3 separate regions of the Ovis aries genome follow, and all the other regions are linked to region 1. Evidence: chromatin contacts called from public Hi-C data. All regions are on one chromosome and are shown on one strand. Each heading gives the region's core, a stretch centred on a gene start, on an enhancer-like site or on the middle of the called end of the contact. The rest is flanking DNA. Distances are from core to core; before and after follow the strand shown.

What was found. A called contact is a pair of places that touch in the nucleus more often than the background predicts.
Region 2: a Hi-C map of liver shows a contact between it and region 1, with 11 times the contacts expected there. The contact joins two enhancer-like sites. A contact is called at or near these places in 8 of 16 Hi-C or Micro-C datasets (hypothalamus, liver, mesenteric adipose tissue and 5 more).
Region 3: a Hi-C map of blood shows a contact between it and region 1, with 2.1 times the contacts expected there. The contact joins two enhancer-like sites. A contact is called at or near these places in 2 of 16 Hi-C or Micro-C datasets (blood and skin fibroblasts).

The regions. Positions count from the first base shown.
Region 1 is chr25:7,216,958-7,221,653 of ARS-UI_Ramb_v3.0, forward strand. No RefSeq gene overlaps it. Among named protein-coding and RNA genes, the nearest start is that of TRNAR-CCU, 2.9 kb to the left of the region's middle. Within about 2 kb of position 2,199, at least 32 of the 54 cell types and tissues checked have an H3K27ac peak or open chromatin away from gene starts, as enhancers often do. A contact at or near this core is called in hypothalamus and liver, where this site is marked.
Region 2 is chr25:6,881,961-6,886,656 of ARS-UI_Ramb_v3.0, forward strand. No RefSeq gene overlaps it. Among named protein-coding and RNA genes, the nearest start is that of IRF2BP2, 98 kb to the left of the region's middle. Within about 2 kb of position 2,366, at least 48 of the 54 cell types and tissues checked have an H3K27ac peak or open chromatin away from gene starts, as enhancers often do. A contact at or near this core is called in hypothalamus and liver, where this site is marked.
Region 3 is chr25:6,932,493-6,937,188 of ARS-UI_Ramb_v3.0, forward strand. No RefSeq gene overlaps it. Among named protein-coding and RNA genes, the nearest start is that of IRF2BP2, 150 kb to the left of the region's middle. Within about 2 kb of position 2,144, at least 25 of the 54 cell types and tissues checked have an H3K27ac peak or open chromatin away from gene starts, as enhancers often do.

The sequences.
Region 1 (4,696 bases), core at 949-3,448:
ACAGGGGACTCTGTTTTCTCGTGGGCAGGACACATAACACACAGCAGAGAAGAGACGCCAGGGCTGGCTCTCCTACCTCCCACCACCACGCTTTCCAAAAGGCCATTTGGCTCCAATGGATCATATGACTTGTTCTTAGAGTTACATTTTAACTGACAAAGTTTAACAACAACTATGACTTATGGCCTTCTAAAATTGGCAGCAGAAAAATGAACTGAGGAAGTAATGGAAAAAAACCGCAAGTGAAGGCATTCTGTAACATGCACGGTTTCTGTTGTGTGTGTGTTTTTTTCCTTTCTAAGCATGTATATGTGTGTGTGTGTATTTTCAAATGGTAGAAAATATTTTCCAGATACACTGCCCGGGCATTTCCAAGCACGTATTTATGCCAAGTTTATAAAAAGCAGCTGCAGACAGGGTTGACCGAAAGGATTGCTCTGCTGTCTGGCTTCCAGAAGGTGCTTGGGTCCTAGCTCTGCCATCAGGACACATTCTTACCTCCTAAAGCTCTCTCACCTGTGTCCTGCTCCCGAAAGAAGACAAACCTCTTTGGGGGCCCCGTGACCCAGAGGGACGTGGGGCCCCTGCTCTCCTAGGCATTCACAACATGCTTTTGCTTTGCAGGGTCCTATAATGACCTGTGCTTTATCACTTTTAGTCATTTGAAATCCCCACGCAGACACAGAAAGGAAAGGGTTCCGAGGCGCATTTCATAAATATCTGGACGACCTGCTTGGAGGGGCAGAATGGTGGGAGGCCCATCGGCGTCAGTTTCTGAATTGTGCAGAGCAGACTGTGGAACTGCGTGGCTGAGCCTGTGTCAAACTGTCTGCATCTTCTCACGTGGACCTGAGACTCTCCAGTCCCCTCCCCTCGGCCCTCAGTGGGTGAAGCCCCCAGCTGCCCAGTGAGAAGCTCCAGCCTCCCTTGCGCCCTGGAGGGGCCTCTCCCTGGGACACCCTGAGCCACTGTCTGCCTGCACCCACATCCAGACGCTCACTGGCCTGAGGCAGGCCTTATGAGGCAAGGCCTTAATGAGGATGACCATAACCTGCTCCCTCGCTCTCCCGGGGGGTGACTAATTCATTAATCCTGGGAAGGCCCTTTGCAGAGGACAGGCAGGGTATTACTCATGGGACTGAAGGCAGGCACCTGACCCAGTCTGGGCCTGAGTCAGCAGAGAGACCTCCCACCTGCAGGCAGGCTGGGCGAGCTGGCCGGGCTCCCTGCTCAAGGTCAGGGTTGGCCAAGGGGAGGGGTGTGGCCAGCACACCTCCACAGAGTTTGGGAACCGTGTCTCATGGGCGTTTGCATGGTTGAATAAGCCTTCAAATGACTCTGCCAAGAGGCCAGCACACCTTGAGAATATCAGTCAAGACAGGATTTCCTGGTCATTGTTAGGGGAAAATGCTTTTCTCAGAGCGAATTCCTCCCAAGAAATGTTGTTTTCGCCTCCCCTGAGAGGGAAGCGAGCTGAGGCAGCAGCGACGGGCAGTCTGGGGGACCTGAGATAGGTGTGCAAACGTGGGGGACAGCTATGTTTTCTCTCCTCCAGCTCTTGGTCCTCTCAGTCTGCTCCCCACTCACATCTCACAGGAAGAGGAAGTAGCAGCCAGAACTGGGAAGCAAGGGTCAAAACCAGTGCATGAGGGCGAGGGCTGCTCAGGCCTCTACCCACCCTTGACCCAGCGGAGGGGGTTCTGACACAGCGGCAGCTCAGAAGCCAGGAACAGAAAGCTTTTGAGTGGCCAAGTTGACGCCAAGATTCCACTGCCGAGAGCCCGTTTCCTGCACTCGGCACATTCTTCCCCGCCCCTTTCCCCCTTCCAGCCCCTTCTCCCAGTGACCCTGCTCCACGCTGCCTCTGTGCATGCAGCCCTAGTTTCTTTTTCCTTCTAGAACACAAGTCATGCGACCAGAAGGATTGCAGGCACTTCTGCTTTCTCTTTTAGGCCCCCAGGTCCTTATAAGTCTTTCACGGCCCTTGCTGCTTCCCTAGATTGCCTGAAACTCTAGAGGGGCCCCCACCCCCACCACACACAGAATGATAAAGATGCAAAAATAGGATGGACAGAGGGGACCCTGAGGGCAGAAAAGGAGGCAGCTGGGCTACTCCTCTTTGCAGGCACCCAGGGACGGACAGGGCAGACTGGGTTGGGGGCAGAGCAACAGGAACAGGCTACGAAATGATTTTGTTCTGTTCTGTTTGGAAGGAGGTGGGTGGAAATGACAGTTTGGAGAGGATTGGAATGAGGGAAAACGGTTTCAGGGGAGGAAGCCTCTTTTCTCCAGTTCTAACAGTGCCATCCAGTGGCTGAGCGAGCAGGCGCAGGGCAGAGGTGCAGGGCAGAGCCTCTGGACAGCCCCCACGGCCCTGTGGAGAGAGGAGCGGCCGGACTTTCAAAGGGCACCCAGCTGATGGCCGGGGGCCAGCCTCCAGCCGCATAGCCAAACTCTTCCCTAGAATGGTTTGCAAGGACACGGCCAAGAGAGCTCCCCAAGTGCACCCTTAAAAACCCCAGTGGAGGGACTTCCCTGGTGGTCCAGTGGCTAAGACTCTGCAGTCTCGACGCAGGGGTCCCGGCTTCGATCCCTGGTCAGGGAATGAGATCCCACGTACTGCAGCTACAGATTCCCCATGCCACAAGGAAGATCAGAGATCCAGTATGCTGCGATGCAGACAAATAAATAAATAAATAGATAAGATATAAATTGTGTTTCCCGAAGGACAAATAAGATGAGCTTCTTTTTGAAAAATAAAATAACCCAAATGGATAGAGGCGACCAAGCTTACCAGGTTCCTGCTTCGTTTAGCTTCTGCCTACCCACACACAGGCGTTGCCTGGAGGCGTTATCCCATGAGAGACACCAAAGCGTATTTGCAACCGGAAAAGTGGTCAGTGACCAGAGCAAGCCTTTCTGGGCCCTCAGACCCTCGTCTATGTTCAAGGGAGAGCGAGGGCAGAAGGATGCTGAGCGAGACGAGGCAAGGTGAGCACACCTACGGAAACCTAATCAGGCTAAACTTCCAGCTCAGGACACAAATCTCCTGGCATTTCATTTGACTGTAGTTGCTTTCTTTTTTTTCTTTTTTCAACCCTGTAAATCAAAATCAATTTGGCTTAGAACTCCACAAATAGCTTTCTTTCCAAAGAGAGGCATTTTACTAAAATAGGAGACTTTGCCAGCTGTTGTGTGTTTGGTACCTGGAATCAAGGAGCAAGTGGACCTCCATAAGAACGTTCCCCCAGGAGTCCAGGCTCTTGATGCTCTTCACACCCTGACGCTGAGCTGCTGTGAACCTCTGAGGCAGTGACCTCATGTGCTAGCTTCTGTGCTCAGTTTTATCCGGCTCTTGTGACCCCATAGACTAACCCGCCAGGCTCCTCTGTCCATGGGCTTCTCCAGGCATGAATACTGGAGTGGGTTACGATGCCCTCTTCCAGGGGATCTTCCCCACTCAGGGATCGAACCCAGCTCTCCTACATTGCAGGCAGATTCTTTACCGTCTGAACCTGTTCCATAAAACCAGGAGATACAGTGAGATCCACAGTTTTCAAAACTCACTCCTCAGCACTAGCAGAGGGATATCAGTTTGGCGGGACTTTGGTTACCACCTCCTTTACCAGAACAACTCGGCCTTTGTCCATTTTTTTCCATAGTTGGCTGCTAGGCAAGATCTTACAGACAAGCAAAAGTTAGGAGAATTCAGCACCACTAAATCAGCTTTGGGCTTCCCTGGTGGCTCAGACGGTAAAAGTGTCTGCCTGCAATGCAGGGGACCCGGGTTCGATTCCTGGGTCGAGAAGATCCCCTGGAGAAGGAAATGGGAATCCACTCCAGCACTCTGGCCTGGAAAATCCCATGGAAGGAGGAGCCTGATAGGCGACAGTCCATGGGGTCACAAAGAGTCAGACATGACTGAGCGACTGAACTGAACTGAACTGAACTGAAATCAGATTCACAACAAATGCTAAAGGAACTTCTCTAAGCAGGAAACACAAGAGAAGGGGGAAAAAAGAAATACACAAAATAAACCCAAAACAGTTAAGGAAATGGTAATAGGATCCTACATATCGATAATTACCTTAAATGTAAATGGATTAAATGCACAAAAGACAGAATGACTGGGCAGACGAAAACACGCGCATGGATGCCCTTCCACTTACCACATCACTCTGCTTGGCCCCCAAATAGTATGTAATTATTTTATATTGTTAGTTTAATCATGTTTCCATTATGGCTTGCACTTGTAATGATTTTTTATGTTTTGTCTGGCTATCGATTGTGAAAACGTCTTCTACAATTGAAAATAAAAGATCTTATATGAACAAAGGGTTCCACAGTGCCATAGCCAATTTTTTTTAATTTTTCATTTTATTTTACTTTACTTTTCATTTGGCTGCACCAGTTCTTAATTGTGGGATGGGGAATTTAGTTCTGCAACCTAGGATCAAACCCGGACTCTCTATGTTGGGAGCACAGAGTCCCAGCCACCACCAGAGAAGGAGCACCAGAGGTCTCTTCGTGGGCACTTCTGAGGTGCTTGCCTGGACCACAGTTGTCATGACCCCCCACCACGCCAGCAGACGCCCTAACACCACGTCTGTACGTCGTCACTGCATTCCCAGATGACGACTGACTACCCAAGAGATGGACAGCTGTCCCAGGCGACCCAATCTGGTTCTTCCTCCCC
Region 2 (4,696 bases), core at 1,116-3,615, 330 kb before region 1:
TTTAAATCTCCCAGCACTGGGAGAGTAGGGGTGCTTGGGGGAGATCTGGGAGCTGAAACCACACAAAATCCCAGTGCAAAGTTGCAAGTCAAAGCCAATCACACTGATCATGGTCTGCTTACACGTGACAGCCCAAACTGCAGTGTTCTAGAGTGAGAGAGAACGATTCCCCGGTCAGGAGGATGAGTGTGACATGCTGGACTGGGCAGGGGGCATATGTCAAGAGGGAAGATGGCTGAGTTGGAATTCAAGGGGAACAAGGAAAGGCAGTTGGAGAGGCCTGGTTCCCTAGAGGACAGCCCTCGATAAATCTACCCAGGGACTGAAGTTTCCCTGTCTGTAATGCCATTGGACCCCAGCTCAGCGCCCACCTCCTTGACAGTCAGCGAGAGAACCCTCACTTCATTTGGGAAGGAAAAGGATGACTTTCTGAAATCCTAGAGCCTCCTATCCCTGTAATGACAGTCACCCAGCTGGAGGACTGTTTTTCTTTACAGAAATGTGATTGGCCCAAATCTAGAGGGTCCATATTCCCCAGGCTTTCTTTGCTGAATCAAATGCAAAGGGCTGAAAAAGGCAAAAGCTACATGTTGGCCTTGAAACAAACAAAGAAGCAAACCCCAAGACATCCTAGTTGGATCTGAACTTGAATTCACCTAGTAGAAGGTGAATTGTTATTTTAGATAGTCCTTGAGACACCACCAACAATCCAGAAATGAATTTGCACTGAGATTCCTCTTAAAAGATTTCATTAAAAGTGAAAAAAAAAACAAACAAACAAAAAAACAAATGGAGAACACCCAAGGAAGCCCACAGACCTGCCGGAAGAGGACAGAGGAGTCCAGCCCCAGCTCCTCGTGCCAATAGATCTGATTCTGCCTATTTAATCATCAAAAGAGGGGGAACCCTCTCCTCTGCAAAAGCCAGCCTGCCCCACCCACAGGTGGGGGAGCCTCCCTGCAGACCTAGGATGCTGGCGAGTGTCTGGTGGTAGGAAGTTGTCTGCACCCTGCCCCTGCGTGGCCATAATGAGCCCGTTTCAATTGAAATGAGATCAATACTACTCATTTTTTTCTTGCTGGCTCCCGAGTGATTCATGAATCTGAAAACTAGTTCATGAATCAGAGTTGGGGGGGGCAGGGCGGGGGCGGGGGAACATTTGTGCAGTCAGCGAACCTCGATTCCTTTCATGAACCCAGACATTAGTTGCATAACGCTTGCCTGCCTGCTGGTTGAAACCAGCCTTTTCGGAAGCAGCTTTTGGCTTCTACTTGTTCACCTATTCTCTTTCTTGAAAGGGAAAGAATGACCCTAGGTGCTGCTTGTGTGTGTGTCTGTCTCTCTCGGGGGGGTATCTCCATACCCTTTGTCTGTGTAGCCCTGTGGGTGTGTGTGCCTGTGGGTGTGCGCATGCAATAGTCTTTGTGTGCACATCGTGTGTTTGTGCGTGTGTGTGTGTGTGAACCAGCAATGTATGACTAGCCGCGGGCCCTTTAAACCTGAATGGCAGCCAAGTTCATTTCTCAGCGGTGCTTCGTAAGGAAGCACGAGATGGGGCAGTTGGAAACCACAGCCCTGCGAGTGCTGATTACAGCCTGCGAAGGAAAATGAGATTTTTATCTCACAGGAATTCAGTTATAAAAATAAAATACAACGTCTGGCTTGATTCAGCGAAATGGACAAGCGCCGGGGCGTGTGTGCATTTCACAGAGATGCCGGACAAGAGGCATGACCTCAAACAGTGCGCTTCGAGCAAGTCAGAGGAGGTTGGGGGGGCGGCTACAGGAAGGAAGTGGGAGTGGAGGTGTGTGTGTGAGAGAGAGATGGAGGGAGAGAGGGGGGTGGGAGGGGAGAGAGAGAAAAACCACCCTGCTGGCAAATGAGTGCAGCAAGGATGATGTCATTGGAAACAGTTGGAGGAGAGGGAAGAAAAACAACTCAGAGCTGGGCTAATCCTGTTTGCTGCCCTGAAGGGAATGGAAGGCAGCCAAGGCAGGGAGTTCTGGGAAAGCATATAAGGGTGCCAAACAGGCTTTGCCGCCAACATTAGGAACTGACAGCTTTGTTCTTTGTGACTTGGCTGCCCGCCAGAGGCCTCATTTCAGCTCTGCAGCATGATTACCCTGGACGGCCGCCAGCCCTGCGCTGAGAGCTCCTTTTCTTCTCCCCGAGCTTTTTTTTTTTTTTTTTTTCCCCTCCTTCCCTTTGCCAAACATGCAGCAGTCACCATGGCAGTCGAAAGTAAAGTTTAAAAAAAAACACAACAAAGTAGGGAGGCACGCCTTCACCCAGATGTGCCAAGAAGCAGAGAGAAAAGGCAGTTAACCTAGTCGTCGGGCCTCTGACTGCAGGAGAGAACACGGAGGCTGACTGTCAAGCCCCGGGGAGGCGACTCCAGGATAAACAGAGAGGACCTGGCCTGGCTGTTGACAGAGAGGGGCTGGCTCCCAGGCCCTGTTTGCCTTCTCTTTCTCTCTCCCTTTTCCTGAGGCATTGTGGAGTGCGTCATGTGAAACGGAAAATGTCATGATTTCCACTGGGAATGTGTCCACGGTTCTGAGAAAGCTCCAGAAACCCCGGTCCACCAGGCACTGAGGGGAGCAGGAAGGCGGGGAGAGGGTGTGGACGGTCACAGTGGCCCCCTAGTCACCGAGGCGAACCCGGGGTGGGCAGGTGGGCAGGTGGCCAGTGGCCACGGCTGAGGGGCTCTGCTGGTGGCTGTGCTGGGCGCCGGGGTGTTGCAGGGGAGGGCACTGGGGGATTTGGTGCATTTGGGACCCCAGCCCCCAGAGTCCCAGAGGGAACCCAAAAGCCACGGCTGATCCTTTGCGCCACTTGGAGGAAACCCACGGTTTTGCTTTACAAGGGGACTCTGTGATGAGTCCAGTGCCGCTATTTTTAACCGGGGTCATTTCCCACCTGCTTGGAAAGTGGAACATCTCCTGGGAGGCGACACATCGTGACCATCGGCAAGTCTCCAGGCAGAGAGCTGCCAGGTTACATACGAGTGGGACTTGGTTGCCAGCCACCACCCCCCGCCCTGCCCAGAGCAGAATCTGACATCCCCACCCCCAGATGCTGGGAAGGGCCTCTTCTGGTTCTAGAAGTTTCTGCCACAAGGAGCAACTTGGCCGTTTCCTGGCTCCTTTATTTGGAAGAAGGCAAGGCCACAGCAGGGGCTGCTCTCACGGGCCTGCGGAGACCTCACTGTGAAACAGCTGATCGTTTCCTTCCGATGCCCGCCCCATCCCAACTCCAGACCCTCTGAAAGAGGCATTCACTTTCAGGAGCACGCGTGACCACCTCCTAGGTCCAGGGATGGAAGCAAAGGTGTCTAGGAGGATACAGCCCAAGGTTGGGTGGGGAGAAGCTCCAGGAGGGTCCCATCATCCTTACTCCTCGCCTCCTGCTTTTACCAAGGCTTGGCTGTCTTTCTCCGGCAGCCACATAAGGCTCCCTGGGAGGTTGGGAGCTTTGTCTTTTGGCGGGAAGTTCCCAAGGTAGGGTGACTCGGGCTTCCTTAGAGGGCACTTACCCTCACCCATCTTTGTGGGCAGAAGTCCCACACCTGGCTGCAACCCTGGCCCCCAGCCCCCACACACCCTGTCACCCCTGAGGAGGACACAGCCACGGGAGAGCTAGAGTGGGGGTTGGCGGGGGGGGGGGTGCTCCTGTCCAAACAGCCCCCATGAGCTCGGGCTTCAAGAAGACAAGCAGACCCCAGGAGCACGGGAGCTGGAGGCCTGCAAGAGACACGTTTTCACTTCCAGTTGGAGACAGAGCAAAGGAAAGCTGATTGGGGGCCAGTTTCTTACAAATTAGAAAAGGAAGGGGCTGCTTGGATTTGAGAGCTGAATCTCAAATTCTGTGCCGTCCCCTGTTCTTAACTGGTGACTCAGAACTAGGCCCATTCCCTGATGGGAGGAAAGGCCATGGCGTTTGCAGCTGATGCCAGTCCCAGGCCTGGCGAGGCCCCGTCCCTGTGCTCTGAGATGTTGCGAATGATGGAAAACACTTCCTGATGGGTTTCTAAAAGCCACCCTGAGTCAGAGGGTTCCATGCCCATTTTGGTCCAAGATTGACCTCGTGTCACAGTATGTCTGAGCAAATGAAACCCCATGATCGCTGACCCCGAGGACTCAAGCCTGCCTCCTCGGGTGCTGCCTGGAAAGCCAGCCTCTAGCAGGGATGTCTGAACCTGCCCTTCCCATGCCAGACGACGGTAGAAATCTGACTTCCTGGGCCTAGTTTTTGGAGGTCTGGCCTTCTTGCCTACAGTCTGAAAGTAGAGAAGGACGAGGTTAGGAGGAACAGAGTATCTTCTGGGGAAAGCAGAGGGCTCCTGGACACCCCTCCAGTACCTCCAGTGGCCTATGGGTACCAGGCCCTGCAGAGGGAAGGGAATTCACTTCCCCTAGGGGCCTCCTCTTGTCGCAAGATCCATGGATTTGACCTAGCATGTATGAAACAGCAGAAAAACCATTACGCTCACTTACAGATTAATGTAGGTTTCCTATTGGGTTTGTCAGGCAGACAGAGACAGAGAATCCTAGGGGATTTTTTTTTTTTTTTTTTCCCCCTGAGAAACCAGGAGAAAGCAAAAGCAGATCTGCACAGTGGGGAGGGTGTGGAGGTGGGGATGAATGCATTTTTAGCAGCTGCAGAGGTCTAAAGCCAGGACAGTATTTGCAATCAG
Region 3 (4,696 bases), core at 894-3,393, 280 kb before region 1:
GGAGGGGGAGCTGGCTGCTTTTAATTAGAGGCACTGCCTTCCTGTTTTCCATTGGCGGCCAGTTTCTGAGTTTCCCCGCACCCTCTGCTGCTTCCCAAAAGCAATTTCTTTCTCTCTTTTTTTAAAGAATCCAAACTGTCTGGAATGAGAAAGGAGAAAGCTATCATTATGTGAGCTGCGTGGTGGCTTCTGTTGCCTCTGCAGTCATTTAGAGGTGGTCAAAGGGAGGACTCCACTGTCCAGATGTGGCCTATGGTTCTGCTGTTAATTCTCTCCTCCCCATCCCATGGGCTCTTCTTCTACCACTGAACCCCTGTGGGGAGAATATCGCGGCACCAGGCTCTGATCCTGGTTAGAACTCACTTCCTCACATGAAGCCCAGGTCCATTTAGAACAGAGGGACTTCAGGAGGGCTGTCAGAGTTAGCAAACAAGAGCACAGGGCACCCAGTTTCACGTGAACTTCAGACACACCGCATAACTTTCAGTGTATGTCCTAAGTGTTGCATGTATACTTTTAAGAATATACCATGTAGGACATACTTGCTTACAAAAATGATTCTTTGGTGACCTGAAATTCACATGTAACCTGATGTCCTGTATTTTATCTGGCAAACTCTTTTCTGAGGTCCACAGAGTCCCAGACCACAAACCTGAAAGTCTGCTCTCCCCAGGAGTGGGTTGTGTGGATTTATCCCATCTGGGAGAGGTCAGCAAAGCCAAGGGGAGGAGAGAGATGGCTGTCTTGTGTCACCAGGATGAAAAAGAGACTTCTCAAATCTAAAGGCATCCATGTTATAGGTACTTTGGCTTGTTCAGACAAATCAGCATACAAGGGGGAAATGACGAGATGGTTCCAGGCCACAGGCCCTATGGATGAACCTGATCTGCCCGGAGGCCAGTGGCTTGACCAAAGAAGGAGAAAGAAGGACACAGGCTAATCTGGGGGGATGCAGGCCTTAGGTCAGTAATTCCTAGCCGTTTTGGTCCCTCCATTCCTGCCATGGTCTGCTTTGATGCTACTCATAATGCACCTCATTATGCCTTAGATGGCTGACAGCCTTAATCTTCATTTAGTTCAAGTTTAATTTGATTTGAGAACAGGTTTACACAGAACATGCTCAGACAAAAGAGAAGATTCAGAATCTCTGCACTGGAAACTGGAAAGTTCTAGAAGATTCCAGAAGGACAGGCAGAGCAAGTAAGGCAAAGGCTCAATCCCCCAGGTCCTTCTTTTTCTGGAGGAGATGGCCAAGGGGAGTCTGGAAGGACAGCAGTACTCCCCTTGCAAACAAGGCAGATGGGAGGCAAGCGAGGTCCCCCACACCCCACCCCAGACAACCCTCAGACCTGAGAGCAGATGGAAAAGCTTCTCAGGCAGCAGAATGTGCAGCCTGCTGTTATTCATAAACCGTCATGGAGCTTGAGAGGCGGTCTACCAAGTTTCCCCTTATGTAAATGACAGTTTACAATGCACAGGGCCCACATGTTGCGTAAACCAGGCCTGATATTTTAAACCCTCCCTGTTCGCAGAGGGTGTTGTGCTTTGTTCTCCTCTCCAGTTTCCCACTTCAGGAACTGAGAGCTGCAAAACTGCACGTGGTCAATAGGGAAGTCCATCAGAGCTGTTCTGAGCGGCCATCCTCCCCTCCCCACCCCCACCCCAGCTCTGGTTTCATCTAGGATATCAATTATGGGCTTTTACATAAGACGGCTAATGCATTTTCAAAGCAGGCAGATCCCCCTCCCATGTTTTGACAGTTTGGCTTGAGTTGAAATATAATTAAACTTTTTGAAAACCAGGGCTTTGAAACACAATCCCCTCCCTGTTGACACGCCGGTTGTTTTTTGTTGTGTGCTTCTTTTTTTTTTCCTTAAGAGTTGGGTTTTTACTTGCTGCGGCGCAATGACTTCGCCCTTCACTTTCTGCACTCAAAACAAACACTGGTTTCAGGCATTCAGCTTTTCTAGCGCTGCATAGCTGAGAGTGGAAAAAATAACATCTGAAACAGGACGGGCTTTTGATGTTCCCTCCTTATGACAGACACATTTGAAAACCACCGCAGTGAGTCACTCACATTCTGTGCATACCCTCTCCAAGGAGCAGGAAGTGTAGGTATTTTAAACCCTGAAGCCAGGAGAAGTTTTCAGCTACATCTTGGCCCGCACCCCTCCTGAGAGAAGCTCAGTGGCCCTGCTCAGTGTGGCCCAGGCTCCTGCCAGCCTCTCTTTGTTCTCTTTGCCCTGGTTTTGCTTTTTTCGGCTAGCAGGCCAAGTTGAAAAAGCACAGAGCTAGCGAATTTACAAAATCAACAAAAACTTAAAAAAAAAAAAAATCAGCAACAACAGCAATGGAGGCCAATGGTTGGTAGGGGGCAGGCAGATGGAGCCATGAGATGTCCTCGGGCAGCTCGCTAGGGACCCAGCTCTGTAGCTCTTTGGCCCAACAAGAAATAAAGTCCAGTCCCTGTCAGCTAACTTCTAACCCAAGTCATTAGCTGTGGGGAGCGTCCCCAAGTCCCCTCCTTCACTAGCTCCAAAGGCCAAAAGAACAGAAAGGCGGGGGGTTAGGAATAAAGACAGAATTGGACTGAAATGACTTTCTCTCGCTCATGTGCGTGCTCAGTCGTGTCTGATTCTTTGCAACCTCATGGACCATAGCCCGCCAAGCTCCTCAGTCCACGTAATTTTCTAGGCAAGAATACCGGAGTGGGTTGTCCCTTCCTCCTCAAGGGGATCTTCCCAGTCCTGGGACCGAACCTGCATCCCCTTGGTCTCCTGCTTGGAAGGCAGATTCTTTACCACTAGTGTACCTGGGAAGCTCTGAAAATGACTTTAAGAGGAAAGATTTTTTTTAAAAAAAGGACTTGGTGGAAATAAGCCAGAATTTGCTTTGAAAGAAGTTATAAATCTTAAACTTCCTTGGGACAGGAAACCCAAAGAGGGGTGCGCGGAGCTTCTGAAAGTGGGAGCAGGGTGGTGGTAGGAGGCCTCGGCTTCCTGCATGGGGAGGGAAGACTTCCCAGAACATTGGCCTCTGGTATCACCAGCAGTTGATATGGGAAAGTGGTAGATTCATGCAAGAATCCATTTTGCTCTGATGTTTTTGCTGTTGTAGACAGCTTTCTTTAAGAGGTGGAGTCATTTGGGAAAAGCAATCCCAGCCTTCAGCATTTTTAGAACAAGAACATGGTATGACCCTTGAACAGCTTGGGAACCGTGTAAGCCACAAAAGCACCCCAGCTATGAAGCACTATTTCTATTGTCTCAAATGCCAGCTGCCTCTCCATCCTAACGGAACCTAAGGACTTTCTGGGTGGAAGAAAATCCTGGAGTTGTCACAAACAGCTCCTTAAGAGGTCAGATTGCTCAAAGCATCATGGATTCTTTGAGGGTTTTATTGCGACGTACGGATTCCTCAGAAGGGCAGTGTCCAGGCATAGCACAGACAGGGTGAAGCATCTGGGATCAGTCACAGAGGGAGTCCATAGGACACACGAGGGACAGCATGAGGATTAGTCTCCTACCAGACGGTAAAGAGTTCACCTTCGGTGCAGGAGACCCAGGTTCAATCCCTGGGTCGGGCAGATCCCCTGAAGGAGGGCGTGGCAACCCACTCCAGTATTCTTGCCTGGAGAACTCCACAGACAGAGGAGCCTAGAGGGCTACAGTCCATGGGGTGACAAAGAGTCGGACAAGATTGAGCAACTAACACTGCTATGACAAATGACCGTGAGCTTGGCAGCTTAGACAGCACTTATTTATTATCTTGCCATTCTGTAGGATAGAAGTCTGACATAGGTCTCACTGAGCTACAATCAAGGGACAACAGGGCAGCGGTTCTTCCAGAAGCTCTAGGAGAGCTTCTGTGCCCATCCCCTTCCAGAGGGTTCTTTTGGCACCATTCCCCTGATCCTTCACACCCCTATTCTGCCCACTCCACTCACTTTCCAGGACCCTTGTGATTACACCTGGAGAATCCAGGGTGAGCTCCGTCTCTCAAAGTCAGCCAATTAGTAGACTTGATTCCCTCTGCGGTCTCCACTCCCCTTTGCCAAGTAGCCTGACATGTTCCTAGGTTCTGGGAATGAGGCTGGGGGTGTGTTTGGTGGCCACTATTCTAGGAGGGTCCATAATATCCTTTGTCAGTCTCACTCAGCATAACACAGTTTCTCATTCACAATAAGGTAATTGACAGAATGCACACGTACTATCTGCCAGGCATGGTTCTAAGCACATCTTGTTGTACTTAATCTTCATGACAGTTCTGTGATGCTATTATTCACTCCATTGTACAGATGAGGACCATACAGAGAATGTCCATGGCCGGTAAAGGGTGGAGATGGTTAGCACCCAGCCTCTGGCCCAGACTCCAGGTTCTCTAGATAAATATAGGGTTTGTGTGTGTGCTCAGTTGCTCAGTCATGTCTAACTCTTTGCAACTCCATGGACTATAGCCCACCAGGCTCCTCTGTCCATGGGATTTTCCAGGCAAGAGTACTGGAGTGGGTTGCCACTTCCTACTCCAGGGGATCTTCCCCACCCACAGATCGAACCCACGTCTCTTGCATCTCCTGCATTGGCAGATGGGTTCTTTAGCACCAGAGCCCCCTGGGACATCACCTTCCAAACCCCCAGGGCAAATCCTCCTGGCCCCTTGTTCCCTTTAAGTCCTCCTGCAGAGAGAGAGGGCTCCC